2 separate regions of the Zea mays genome follow, and region 1 is linked to region 2. A link is a contact called in public Hi-C data. All regions are on one chromosome and are shown on one strand. The core of a region is the stretch at or near the end of the contact, and the rest is flanking DNA. Distances in the headings are between cores, read along the strand shown. Region 1 holds the start of LOC100194083. Region 2 has its middle 39 kb from the start of LOC111589319.

Region 1 (6,251 bases), core at 1,072-3,571, 81 kb before region 2:
TTGGATGAAAGAGGCGCACGACAGCAGGTTCACGAGGCTCGGGTCCCAGGCCGAGCATGCTCTGGCGACCTCGTGCACGGCGTCCTCGCACTGACTCAGGCTGTCCGAACTGGATACCACGGAAACCGCTCGTTCCAGCAGAGGCACGACAGCAGGAGCTAGCTCGCTGCTGTCCAGCTCTTTCTCGACAGACACCACGGGTTCCTTCTTCGCTGCTTTGGGATGGCTGATCACGTTCCTGCTTATATCGCCTTGGCACGAGAACAGTCGAAAGGAGTATGATTTCCGCTGCGCAGGTGCTGTTTCTGCTAGAGCGGCGCCTTCTTTCCGAGAGCGGGAGTGCTTTTCCTGGAGCCCCATTTTACTCTGTCTACTCAAAACGGGCTCAAGTTAACTAACTTCAAATATATATATATATGCGGGACTAAACAAACAGGAACATGTAGCTTAAAACACTACATATAGCAGTGTTATTCTAAAGCAAAGAGAAGGACTTTGCATTGCCAGTTTAGGGTAATATGTTACTCCTAAATCAAGATCGGATTTTTGATGGCTAACTGTGTAATACTATGAGGCGTCAAGGACAGATGTTTCTCAGTTCAGGAGGCAAGCTTTTTAAACCGAACAGCTCAGTGGATGCTACATGTCTACAACCAACCATAGACAACTGAGGATCCTAGGAATATGACAAAAAAAAAGGCCCCACGGCATAGAAAACAAATATTATACTGTACGTGGATCAAACGGCTGTCTCCTTGGCACCACTTAAATTGTCAGCTGCAAACAGTGACCACAACTCGTCACTTGTCTAAAAGATAGATGCCAATGCTAGTTTGCCTTGCCAAACAAAAAAACACATATTATTACTACGAGGCAAACCATCTAGGAGTAGAGTAGTCATCTGGAGAAAGTTGAAGGAACTGTCGACTCACATGAGCAAGCTTCTGTGTCTTGAAGCCCGCAGCATCGTGATCCAATTCGACATCCAAATCCAGAGCTAGTCCAGTCCCATCGTCCAGCTTTGTATCCTTGACGTCTTCCTGCCCGAGAGCGAGAGCTGTCCCGAAAACCGCATTATACCTGGAAGCAGAATTCAGATAAACTCTGAGAAACTCCTGTGCTCTTGCAATGCAGTCTGTGGGATGGGAAGGTTCACGGTTCACCCACAGGTCTCTGTTGATGGAGGTTCTGTGCACCGAAGCCGAGCTCTTCTCGCGCCCGTCGAAACTCCTGGGCGTCGAAGGCAACGGCACCGAGGGGACGGGAGGCGGCGCGGCGGCGCCTGACTGGAGCCACTCCTTGTAGTACACAGCGAACTGAGCCGTGCCGCTGTCCATGTGGTCGCTGTAGAGCCTCTGCAGGGCCTTCATCCTCGTGCGCCGGTCGTCGGCGTCCCGGCCAGCGACGAGGTCGTCGGCCTCCCTGGCGAACCAGACCTTGAGGTGGAGCAGGTGGGGCAGGAACACGTGGTCCCAGAGGTCCGGCAGCAGCTCCCTGCGCGCGAGGCCCGGCGCGTCGGCGAACACCTGCATGAGGTGGCGCGCCGCGACGCGGTCGTTGCGCTCCATCTTGTACACCACGGCGAGGTAGAGCTGCGCGCAGGCTGCGAGGTGCGAGTTGGGCACCCCGCAGGTGCGGCCGCCGCCGTCCCCCGCGGCGGCGCCGGGGCGCGGCGGCGGCGGTGGCGAGTGGAGCGACGCGACGACGCTGAGGAGGCGGATGGAGTTGCGGAGCGACCGGATCTTGGCGTCGCGCGGCGCCTGTGGCTGCGCGGCGGAGCCGTCCGCGGCCAGGCGCTCTATGCTCTCGATGCCCAGCTCGAGGTTGGCCAGCACGGGGCGGCCTGCCGCCGCGTCGTCGTCCTCGCCCGCGCCCGCGGCGGGCGCGAGGCACGCGGCGCACTTGTCGCGGAGCGCCCGCCTGAATTCCGCGTCCCTGAGCAGCCTCCCGGCGTACGCGGACAGCACGGCGACCACCGCGTCGGCGGCGGCGGCCTCCCCCTCCGCCTCCCTGGTCGTTGTCGTGGTCGTGGCCAGCGGCGGCGACGACGTGTGCCTGGACGACCTCGACGACGCCCCGCGGCGCGGGGGTGACCGCCCGGAGGCGCGTCGCGGCGACAGATGCGGCGCCTCGTCCTCGTCGACGCGCTCCCGCGAGAGAAGGTCGCGCAAGGAGGACGGTGGTGGCGGCGGCGGCAACATCATGGCGCTTGGGCGCTTGCTGTCTGCTCTGGAGGGTGGAGACTGGAGCGTCCGCGTAATCGCGCCCTGCGCTCCTCCCAGTCCCAGCCTCTCTCAGCTCATGCCTTGGGGTGGGTACTTGGGCGCGGACCGCGGAGGCACTGGCGCAGTTAAAGCCCGGGCCCGTGGCTGCCACCTCGGTCCCACGAGCCACGTACGCGCGCACGCGCAGAGAGAAAGAGAGAGCTGAGAGAGAAAGACACCGCGTTCCGTTTTGTGCACGTCGTCGGGTAAACAGCGAAGCGTGTGACGTGAACAGTGATTTCAATTCAGGAGACGGTCACTGTTGTGTTCGCATTTTTGTTTTTGTTGCCACTGTTTCATCACAGGACTACGTATACGCTCATCAGCACGCTTTCTCATATTTTTTAGACAACAACGACAGTTTTTAGAAATAGAGTTGCTATATGGCAGCTAGCTTAATTTTTGCATGAGAAATATGTTCGATTTATATTGGTAGTTTTCAACTAATTTAGGACCTCTTTGAACTAGTTTTATAGAAACTGGTTTATGGAGACAAAAAAAATGGATGTGCATATTTGGTATTTGCAACCTAGTTTCTTGAAAACGGGTTTCTAACTTTGTTTATGATACACAAAGAGAAGTCTATCTTTAATCTATTTTAAAAGTGACTGGTTTAATTATTTTCTTCATTTTTCTTTGTTGTCGAATTTAAATATAGCTTGGACTTGTATTTTTTAATTCAAAGAAATTTAATGATAATTAATCATTTAAGGAAGATTAGGCGTCAAGAGGATCGCACCCAATTTGTCAGGCAAAAGTTGGTTTCAACTAGCATCCTAGTTTTCTTTTTTAGATAATGGAAACAGTTCTGGTTTTCCCTTCATAAGAGATTAGGGCCGAACTTACAAAAGCATCACACTACCACCCACAAAATAGACACATGCAATCCAACTAAGGGCTTGTTCGGTTAGCTCTCAATCCATATGGATTGAGTGGGATTTGGTGGGTTTAAATCCCAAGCAAGTCAAATTTCTTCATAATATTTTCCAATCCCGTCCAATCCATAGGTAACAGGATTAACCGAACAAGGCCTAAAGTGCGTAAAAAATCTGCATGGCGATTATCTCCAAGCGCCTACAACTTGCTTTTATTAGATCCTTATCTTCATCCTTCTTTTGCAGAGGAATCCAAAACCTTAGCCAGTGGGTACCTCTAAAAAGAACCTGCAAATCACTGAGACAAGGTTTTTTTTTTTGTCAAAGACTAGATCATTCCTACTTATTCAGATAGCCTAACATAAAACTGAAACACCTGTAATAATCATTTTTTAGTCCTCATGTTAACTCCTAACATCCATGAACCAAACACATGGCTCATCGGCCTGGGAGGGGGTAAACCAAAACAACAAGATAGTAGTCTCCACATATAATGAGCATAATGGCAGTTGATAAATAAGTATTGTATGGTTTCATTTGAATCACGGAAAGCACATTTCTTATTACCCTGCAAGTTGTGTTTGGTTAGGTTGTCCTTAGTTAGAACTACCCTTTTGAATAAATACCATAATTTTTTTAATCTTTAGTGGTAACTTCAAACTCCATATTAGTTCACGACGAAATAAATTCTCATTGTTAATCACAACCCTATACATAGATTGGACCGTGAACACAACCGTGGGATATTTAGATTCCATCTAAACAAATCATTTCCTTCGGATAATTGGACATGAAAAATACGTGACACTAAATTATTCCATAAGATCAAGTTCTGTCCAACTAATGCCCTACGGAAGGAAACATTTAATGGGACAACAGTAAACACTCTTGCCATAATGTCGCTTTTCCTTCGAACAATCTGATACAAGGATTGTCGGTGTTTCGTACCTCGCTCCGACAAGTAAATTTATTGTGTGTGTTCCAGGCTTCAGAAGGTGTGCACGGATGGCATAAAGTTTATATTGGTTCGGGCAGAACGTCCCTACTTCTAGTCATCGGTGGCTTGCGCTACCGACACCATTGATGATCAAACTCGTAGTAGGGGTTATAAGCGATCGAGAGAGGAAGGAGAGACTCCCAAGTCTCTTTATCAGGGTGGAAGTGGAGCTTAGAAGCTGTTGGGTGGAGTCCTAGCTAAGTCTTGGTTTAGCGGGGCTTCGGTCTCCCGGTGCTCGTCAGCACTCCTCCTCCTCGTGTTCGTCCTTGTAGGTTCATGTCCATCTGAAGGTGTCCGGTTGCCTAAGAGCTCTCTCCCTTTGATCCCGTCCGATCTCTCGTGTCCCTTGCCATGAGACCAGCCTCCCCCTGTTATAGGATAAGAGAAGGGTCGGCCAGCGGTGGCTTCATTCGGAAGGAGCCACAAGGCAAAGGTAAAACCAGTGTTTTACCTCGGGTGGAGCCACGTGCAATCGTGGGGCCTAGGTCTGCCTGGTTGTCTCGTATTTATCGTGGTGGATGGCGTGGGGGCGGCGATGGTCCCAGGCATCATCATTATGGTTACTCCAACCCATGGCCTTCGTACCCTGGGGCTCGACATAGCCCGTCGTGTAGTGCCCTGCGGGAGGTCTGTGTACTCAAGCCTAGTTTGATATATCATAAGTGTGTCGTAGGCCAAGTGGTGTGTGGGCCATTAATGCGTCACAGTCCGAGCGTAGGTCATGAGTGCTATGTGGCCCGAGGTGCTCTTATGTCATGAGTGGGAAACTGATCGGCGCTGTGTTGTGGTTCGGTGGCAGGCATGGTTAAGTGTGGTTGGCTACTTATGACGAGTGAAAGGGAAATAGGGTTTAACCTCTTCCTATAAATAATTTTGGTGGTTGAATGCCCAACACAAATATTGGACTAATTAGTTTGCTCTAGATTATAAATTCCACAGGTGCATAAAGGTTCAACACAAACCAATAAAAGATCAATGTTAGGGTTCAAAAAGAAAGGAGCAAAGAAACCCAAGTGTGCCCTGGTCTGGCGCACCAAACTGTCCGGTGCACCAGGACCGTACAACTCTGAATTCTTCACCTTCGGGTTTCTCAGGCGTCGCTCCGCTATAATTCACCGGACTGTCCGGTGTGGCACCGGACTGTCCAATGCACCAAGCGGAGCAACGACTACCAGCGCAACAGTCGACTGCAATGGACACCTGCAAACGCTACAGTGCGTGGACAGTTTGCACAGAAGTCAGAGCAGCCGCCAGAGGCGCACCGGACAGTGAATAGTACATATCTGGTGCGGCACCGGACTGTCCGGTGCCACTAGAAGACAAAGCTCCAATGGTCGTCTGCATCCAAACCCTAACGGTTGGGTGACGTGGCTGGCGCACCGGACTGTCCGGTGCGCCCATTGACAGCAGCCACCCCCAACGGTTGTTTTGGTGGTTGAGGGCTTAAAATACCCCCAACCACCCCACTCCAACCATCCAAGCATTCATCACTCTCCTTTCAATACAAGAGCAAAGTGCAACACTCCAAGACACAAATCAAAGCATCCGATCTGATCAAAGTCCCTAATTCAATTCTAATGCATTAGGACTTGTGAGAGGATCACTTGTGTTTCTTTGTTGCTCTTGTTTGCTTGGCTTGGCTTTCTTTTCTTTCTCACTTATTACTCTCAAGTGCTTTGTAAGCAAGGCAAGAGACACCAATTGTGTGGTGATCCTTGCAAGGTATAAGTGACCCGTGAGATTAAGGAAGAAGCCTCACTCGGTCTAAGTGTCCGTTTGAGAGAGAGAAATGGTTGAAAGAGACCCGGTCTTTGTGACCACCTCAACGGGGACTAGGTTCTTTAGAACCAAACCTCGGTAAAATAAATCACCATGTCATCCGCTTTATTTTCTTGGTTGATTTGTTTTTTCCCTCTCTCCTGGACTCGAGTTTTATCCTAACGCTAACCCCGGCTTGTAGTGTGCTTAAAGTTGTAAATTTTAGTTTCCGCCTATATTCCCCCTCTAGGCGACTTTCAATTGGTATCAGAGCCCGATACTTCATTTAGAGTCTAACCACTCGAAGTGATGTCGGAAGGATTCGCCAAGAGGGAGATGGAAATGGCCACAAGCCAT
Region 2 (6,244 bases), core at 1,968-4,467:
ACAGCAGCCACCCCCAACGGTTGTTTTGGTGGTTGAGGGCTATAAATACCCCCCAACCACCCCACTCCAACCATCCAAGCATTCATCACTCTCCTTTCAATACAAGAACAAAGTGCAACACTCCAAGACACAAATCAAAGCATCCGATCCGATCAAAGTTCCCAATTCAATTCTAGTGCATTAGGACTTGTGAGAGGATCACTTGTGTTTCTATATTGCTCTTGTTTGCTTGGCTTGGCTTGGCTTTCTTTTCTTTCTCACTTCTTACTCTCAAGTGCTTTGTAAGCAAGGCAAGAGACACCAATTGTGTGGTGATCCTTGCGGGGTCTAAGTGACCCGCGAGATTAAGGAAGAAGCCTCACTCGGTCTAAGTGACCGTTTGAGAGAGGGAAAGGGTTGAAAGAGACCTGGTCTTTGTGACCACCTCAACGGGGACTAGGTTCTTTAGAACCGAACCTCGGTAAAACAAATCACCGTGTCATCCGCTTTATTTTCTTGGTTGATTTGTTTTCCCCCTCTCTCGGACTCGGATTTTATCCTAACGATAACCCGGCTTGTAGTGTGATTAAAGTTGTAAATTTCAGTTTCCGTCTATCCACCCCCTTCAGACGTCTTTCAACGAGTCAGTCTGCAGCCGAGAGCGGGATCCACTCGAGTGGTTTCCTTCTGATACACCCGACCTCCCTTGTTAGGTTTCGCCACGCCCAACCTTGAACTCGTTGCCGCAAGGTTCGACCGTGGGCGGATCCTTTTAGGGTTGACGTATCTGTCTCTCCCAATTGACTAACGAGCCCCATTGATCAGGGGCTCCTTTTCTTAGCGTAGTCTCTGACTGATCGTTCCCAGGGACCGTGGGTCATTTCCTAGCCATAAAACGATTTATTAAAAATTTGGTGCTTTCAAATATATGCTTTTACTTTAGTTGTGTTGATTATAAGGACTTAAGCGTTTAAGCAATTATGCTCCCGTTTTAAAATGAAAATGATGGATGATTTTGACCTCGCACAAGTAGAGGCGGCCGGCCGGATCTTTAAATCTTTTGTGTAGCAGCGTGTGGTCTGTGGTGCAACATCACGAGAAGGTAGCCAGCGCAGCTTGACCGTCACACGCGGACACGCCACGTGACGATGCCCAACTTGAACACACGGGTCTCTCCGAAATATTTAAAGACAGATGATGCGTGGAAGCATGCATGTGCGCCGTACGTACGTACTACGCAATTAAGTGTATACTAACTTCGTTCTCAGAGTTATCAAATATTTGTTGTTCGCTTATTTATTTTTAAACTAAAATATAACAAATAAAAAAAATAAAAAAAATTTAATAATAAAAACAATAGTTCCGACTTTTACCGTTTATTGCGTACAACTATTACAATATTGACTCATTCAACAGTTATTTGAATAATGAATCTAACTCGATGAAACCAGGTAACAAAGCTATGAGTATGATATGGATGACACTAGCAACCCTCAAGTCTCATATTTGATCGTCATTCGCAAAGACTCCTATCGCCACCACTGCCAAAGTTTGGCACACGTCTAGAATTTGTTCATGTGTCTCCTCCTTCCGCCCGTTTCCATGAGAGCAATGAAGTAGAGTCTATGTTCTCTAGAGAGGTGGGATAGGTAATTATGTTTAGCCAAATCCCTCGTGCCTCTACGTAGCGGTGGGTATTTCAAAACCGAAAACCAAATCCGAACCGAACCCGAATAGACCAAATTGTCGGTCTATTCGCGTTTTCGGGTTTGGGTTCGGTTTCTATATGTGCTATATTTCGGAATATGAGTTCGGGTTCGGTCATGACCTTTAAAACCCGAATAGACCGAATAACCAGAAATATAAAAAGCTCTGGTATTATTGTATGATTTATGAACTTATTAGCTAAAAATAATGATATCATCTTAACAATAGTATATATATCTCTGTATGCTATTTTTTATAGTCACTTGTTGTAATAATAGTACTTCCAACTAATTATTAATTGTATATATTTTAATAAAAGATACTAGTCTCTACTATTCGGGTCTATTCGATGGACCGAATAGACCGAACCGAAATTGTGAGTCTATTTGGATTCGGTTCCTAAAATTATTTTAAAAATTTTGGTTCTCATTTTTTACAACCTGAAATTTCACAAACCCAAATAAACCGAACCGAATTATCCTAATAAACCGAATGGCTAGCCCTACCTCTAGAATTCCAAAAAATCACTTCATTTTAAACTAATTTTAGAGGGTGTGATAGGATTTTTGGAAGGCCGATTAATCTTCCCATTTAGGCTTTGTTTGGGTACAGAGGGATTGAAGTGTATTGAGGTGTATTGAAGGGGATTGAAAAAAAATTAGTTCATATTACACTTCAATACACCACATACCACCTCAATCCATTTCAATCCGAGATTATCCAAACAAACCCTTAAGAAATCCCTATTTGCCTTCTTTCTTCGCGGCGCGCAACGGTAAGCTTGCAACATCGATCTAAACCACACAACCCAGCATCATTATCCCACCTTTCAGTAACCTGCCGGGATAATTCAGCATCTAACTCTCCTTCCTCGTCATACCTAAAAGCATTCACGCTATAGGGAGATGGGGATTTTGCAGCAACCGTGAACCTATCGATCTCAATATTTTTAATAGAAACCACAGAACGAGAAGCAGTTCATTTTCAGTACTACCAATAGTAATCACAATCTTTTTCACAATTTGTAGTAATGATTTTCGGATCGAAATGAATAAAGGATAACTCACTGTTTCCAAATTTACGCTCTGCTGCCAAGCAATGTGCTCTGTATTAGTCCCTTAGACCGACTCCAGCAGTTCACCTAAAGTTTATCCATAAGTATTATTTTGTATTGTAGACTCTACTATTTGTAGAGCGTAGATATCGATAGTCCTAGAACTTATGAGCTTTCCAAAATAAGGCTTCTACGTGTGTGTGTATGTAGAGACAGACAGACAGACTAAACAATGCACGCTCTCATGTCAACATGATCTAACATACGACAAACATGTGAGGGGTGGTTGGTACATGCATGGTACCCGTCACTACGTACTAATCAACCAGCAGTTTAAACTAACCCTAGCTGCTGCTGCTGCTGCTACGTACGCGATCGATCGAGTTCATTCGTCCTTGTGAAGCTATACCACAGGTAGCTCACGGCCAAGCAGCAAGCAGACAAGAGGGCTAGCTAGCTATAGCTCTTGCGTCGCGGTTTCGCAGACCAATGTGCCTACTCTACTACTCGACGACCAGCATGTCCACGCACTCGACACTGCTAGTGCTAGCTGCAGTGCTGCACGCGGCCTGCAGGCGGTTCGAGCTGCCACTGGACTCGAAGCCATGTTGCTATGTGTTTGTTGCCACGTCCAGCGACTTGTCTGCTTGCTTTGCTTTGCATTAAGTTGAGCAGGATTATTAGTACTCCAGCATGCAGCAGGACACAAAACATACACCTCGATCGGGTCCAGCAGCAGCTAGCTGCAGGCATTCTTTTGTTCCACTTGTGGAGCAACTAGTAGTAATAATAACTAGAGGTGTCTACAGCGATGGATTCAAACATTTGAATGCACTTCCCGCATGGAAACCAGGTTACATCGTTGTCGTTTTTGCCTATAATTTGAGCCGGTCGAGTACCTCAGGAAAGTGTTAAAAAAGATGAGTTGAACCAGGCTACGTCGTTGTCATTTTAGTTCTTCCGTTGAAGGTGTTAAAAAATGAGTCTTCATAATGTCGCTTGTTGGAATATGCCTCTAATTCCTTTTATATATTTGGAATATGCCTTGAAATATGTTTTTCTATATGCCTATAAATATAGACACTCTCTGTAACTTGTACTCTGCAATTAATAATGAATCTGTTTCCTCGTGTTTGCTCCTTCATTTTGGAGCTGATTTTTCCACGTAAATGTTTCTGTCTATTTTATTTTCTAACAAGTGGTATCAGAGTTAGAGTTAGACACATTGTTGTTATCCACATTGTGGCCGCCACCGCCGGGTTTTGCCTTCGTCGATCTACAGTAGTTGTCGCTCCGTACTTCCACAAATCAGTTTGTGTCGCACCGCTGTGATCTGTGTTCTGATCTGCGTCGTCGCTGGATTCTTCCCCAGGCTCATTAGTGGATGCGCTCGTCCATCGTTGACACGCGTGCTGTCTCTGTCGGTGAGGAATCCTGTTGAATCACTAGCGCGTTCGCATCCGTGTGCAGGCGGCGTGTACTGGTTTTGTGTGGTAGGTGCTTGATCGATCTGCAACAGCTCTCAATGAGGGAGTCACACCCACGTGCATCTGATGTGGTGGATCCTTGGTGGATTCTCTCACCGAAGAACAAAGACGTTATCTATTCTCTTGTTTCCAAGCACCTTGGCATTAAGCCACGTGAATTAAGCCATTATTATCAATCAGTTTGGTTTTTTGCTAGGTGCACCAAGGAGACAAGATATCTAGCTAACTCATCAGATTGATCACGGTTTTTTGTTCTTCGATTTCGTTGACTTCGGAATTTTTTTATCTTGCATTATGTCGACTAAATTTGATACTTCGAAGTTTGATGGCAAAATTAGTTTTGCTATTTGCCAGATTCAGAAGAAGGTTGTTCTTATCTAGTTGGTTGTTCAAAAGGCGTTGCACACGCGACCTGCTGACATGACTGATGATAAGTGACAAGATATTGATGAGAGAGCTTTGTCCGCCATACAACTCAGTTTATCTTTTGATATTCTGCGTGAAGTAATGCATGAAAAATCCGTAGCAACATTGTAGAAGAAATGGGAGGAGTTGTATATGACCAAAAGTCTTGTGAACAAGCTACGTCTCAAGGAGCGTCTTTACACTATTCGTATGTCAGAAGGTACATCTATGCAGTCACATCTTAATAAATTTAATTCAATTATTGTGGACCTTGAGAGTCTTGATGTAAAGATAAGACAATTTTGTTGGTAGTCTTATTGCCCCCTTCTTTTAAGCAATTTAAGGAAATTATGCTTTATGGTAATCATACTTCACTGTCCTTTGAGAATGTTAAGTCAAATTTGTTGTCCAAGGAAAAATTTGATGTTGATTCTCGTTCTGAACCGAAAGGTGAAAGTTTAATTGTTCGGGGATCTGGAGATCTTAAATTCAACCTTTATTGCCGTTATTGCAGCAAAAAATACTCATCATATTTCTTAGTGCCCCAAAGTGAGAAATAAAGAGGAGAGAAAGAAAAAAGAATTGGATAAGTCTTCTGCTGAAGCCAATTTCGTTGAAACTTTGGATAGTGGAGAAGCTCTGTTTGTTGCCTCTTGAAAGGGAAATGTGCCTTTGGGCCATTTCGATAAATGTTTTGGTGATTAGATGTCCAACACATGTTATTGTGATTAATATGCACTAATTGGTTGAGAGATGCAAATCAAAGAATCAAGGTATGACTCTGGCCTTATTGATTTTTTTTTGTACTAACACATTTCTCTAAGTGCTAGGATGCTCGTCAAATCAAATGAAATTGGAATGAAGAAGTTTGGCTAAAGTCCAGGCAAACTTGCACCAGCCTGAGGTGCACCGGATTGTCCGGTGTGCACCGGATAGAGTCTGGTGCCCAGGCTGGTCCGACGATGAACTCGTCGCTCTCAAGAAAAACCAAGGGCGCCGCGGCTAAAATTCATCGGACTGTCCGGTGCTGCACCGGACTGTCTGATGAGCCAACAGCGCCCATGCCAACGGTCGGCAGCGCAATCAGTGGGCGACGCGTGGCCCGAGCCAACAGTCACCAGGCCGCACCGGACTGTCCGGTGCGCCAAGGGGACCGAAGGCTCAATGGTCGGCTTCGCCAGAAAAGGAAAGGAATCAGACACTATTCATGTCCGGTGGTGCATGTAACACCCTGAATTTGGGGGTATAAAATTTCTTTTCTAATATTCACCAAATTCAGGTGTTACCCTCTCTTTTCCTTGCTTTTCTTTTCTTTTTCCTAAATAGTGAAGAGTTATTTTGTTTTATATCTATGCGTAAGCCTAGTAAAATAAAATCTTAGAGGATCTTTGATTGTTGCATTGATGCCGATGCATAGTGTTTATGAGTGCAAAATGTTATTGTAACAGATTAAGATATTTCGAGGATGTTCCCAAGAGTTTTTAGTATCTTTAGAACGTTTCTTCGAGTATTAAATATGAATTTTAGTTTTTCTAATATTAATTGAATACCTAAAATTTAGTATTTGCGAAAACTATAAAATTCTAGAAACCCGATACTATATGTATATATA

The links. Hi-C and Micro-C count contacts between places; a contact is called where the count stands out from the background.
Region 1: a Hi-C map of tassel shows a contact between it and region 2, with 3 times the contacts expected there. The contact joins the promoter of LOC100194083 here to the enhancer-like site in region 2. A contact is called at or near these places in 5 of 25 Hi-C or Micro-C datasets (endosperm, leaf, root tip and 1 more).

What each region holds. Positions count from the first base shown.
Region 1 is chr5:86,051,110-86,057,360 of Zm-B73-REFERENCE-NAM-5.0, reverse strand. It overlaps LOC100194083, which reads right to left and starts at 2,321. Exons shown (of 7, transcript NM_001359389.1): 1 at 1,168-2,321; 2 at 933-1,080; 3 at 1-366. The coding sequence starts at 2,204.
Region 2 is chr5:85,970,539-85,976,782 of Zm-B73-REFERENCE-NAM-5.0, reverse strand. No RefSeq gene overlaps it. Among protein-coding and RNA genes, the nearest start is that of LOC111589319, 39 kb to the left of the region's middle. Within about 2 kb of position 3,217, at least 14 of the 20 cell types and tissues checked have an H3K27ac peak or open chromatin away from gene starts, as enhancers often do. A contact at or near this core is called in root tip and tassel, where this site is marked.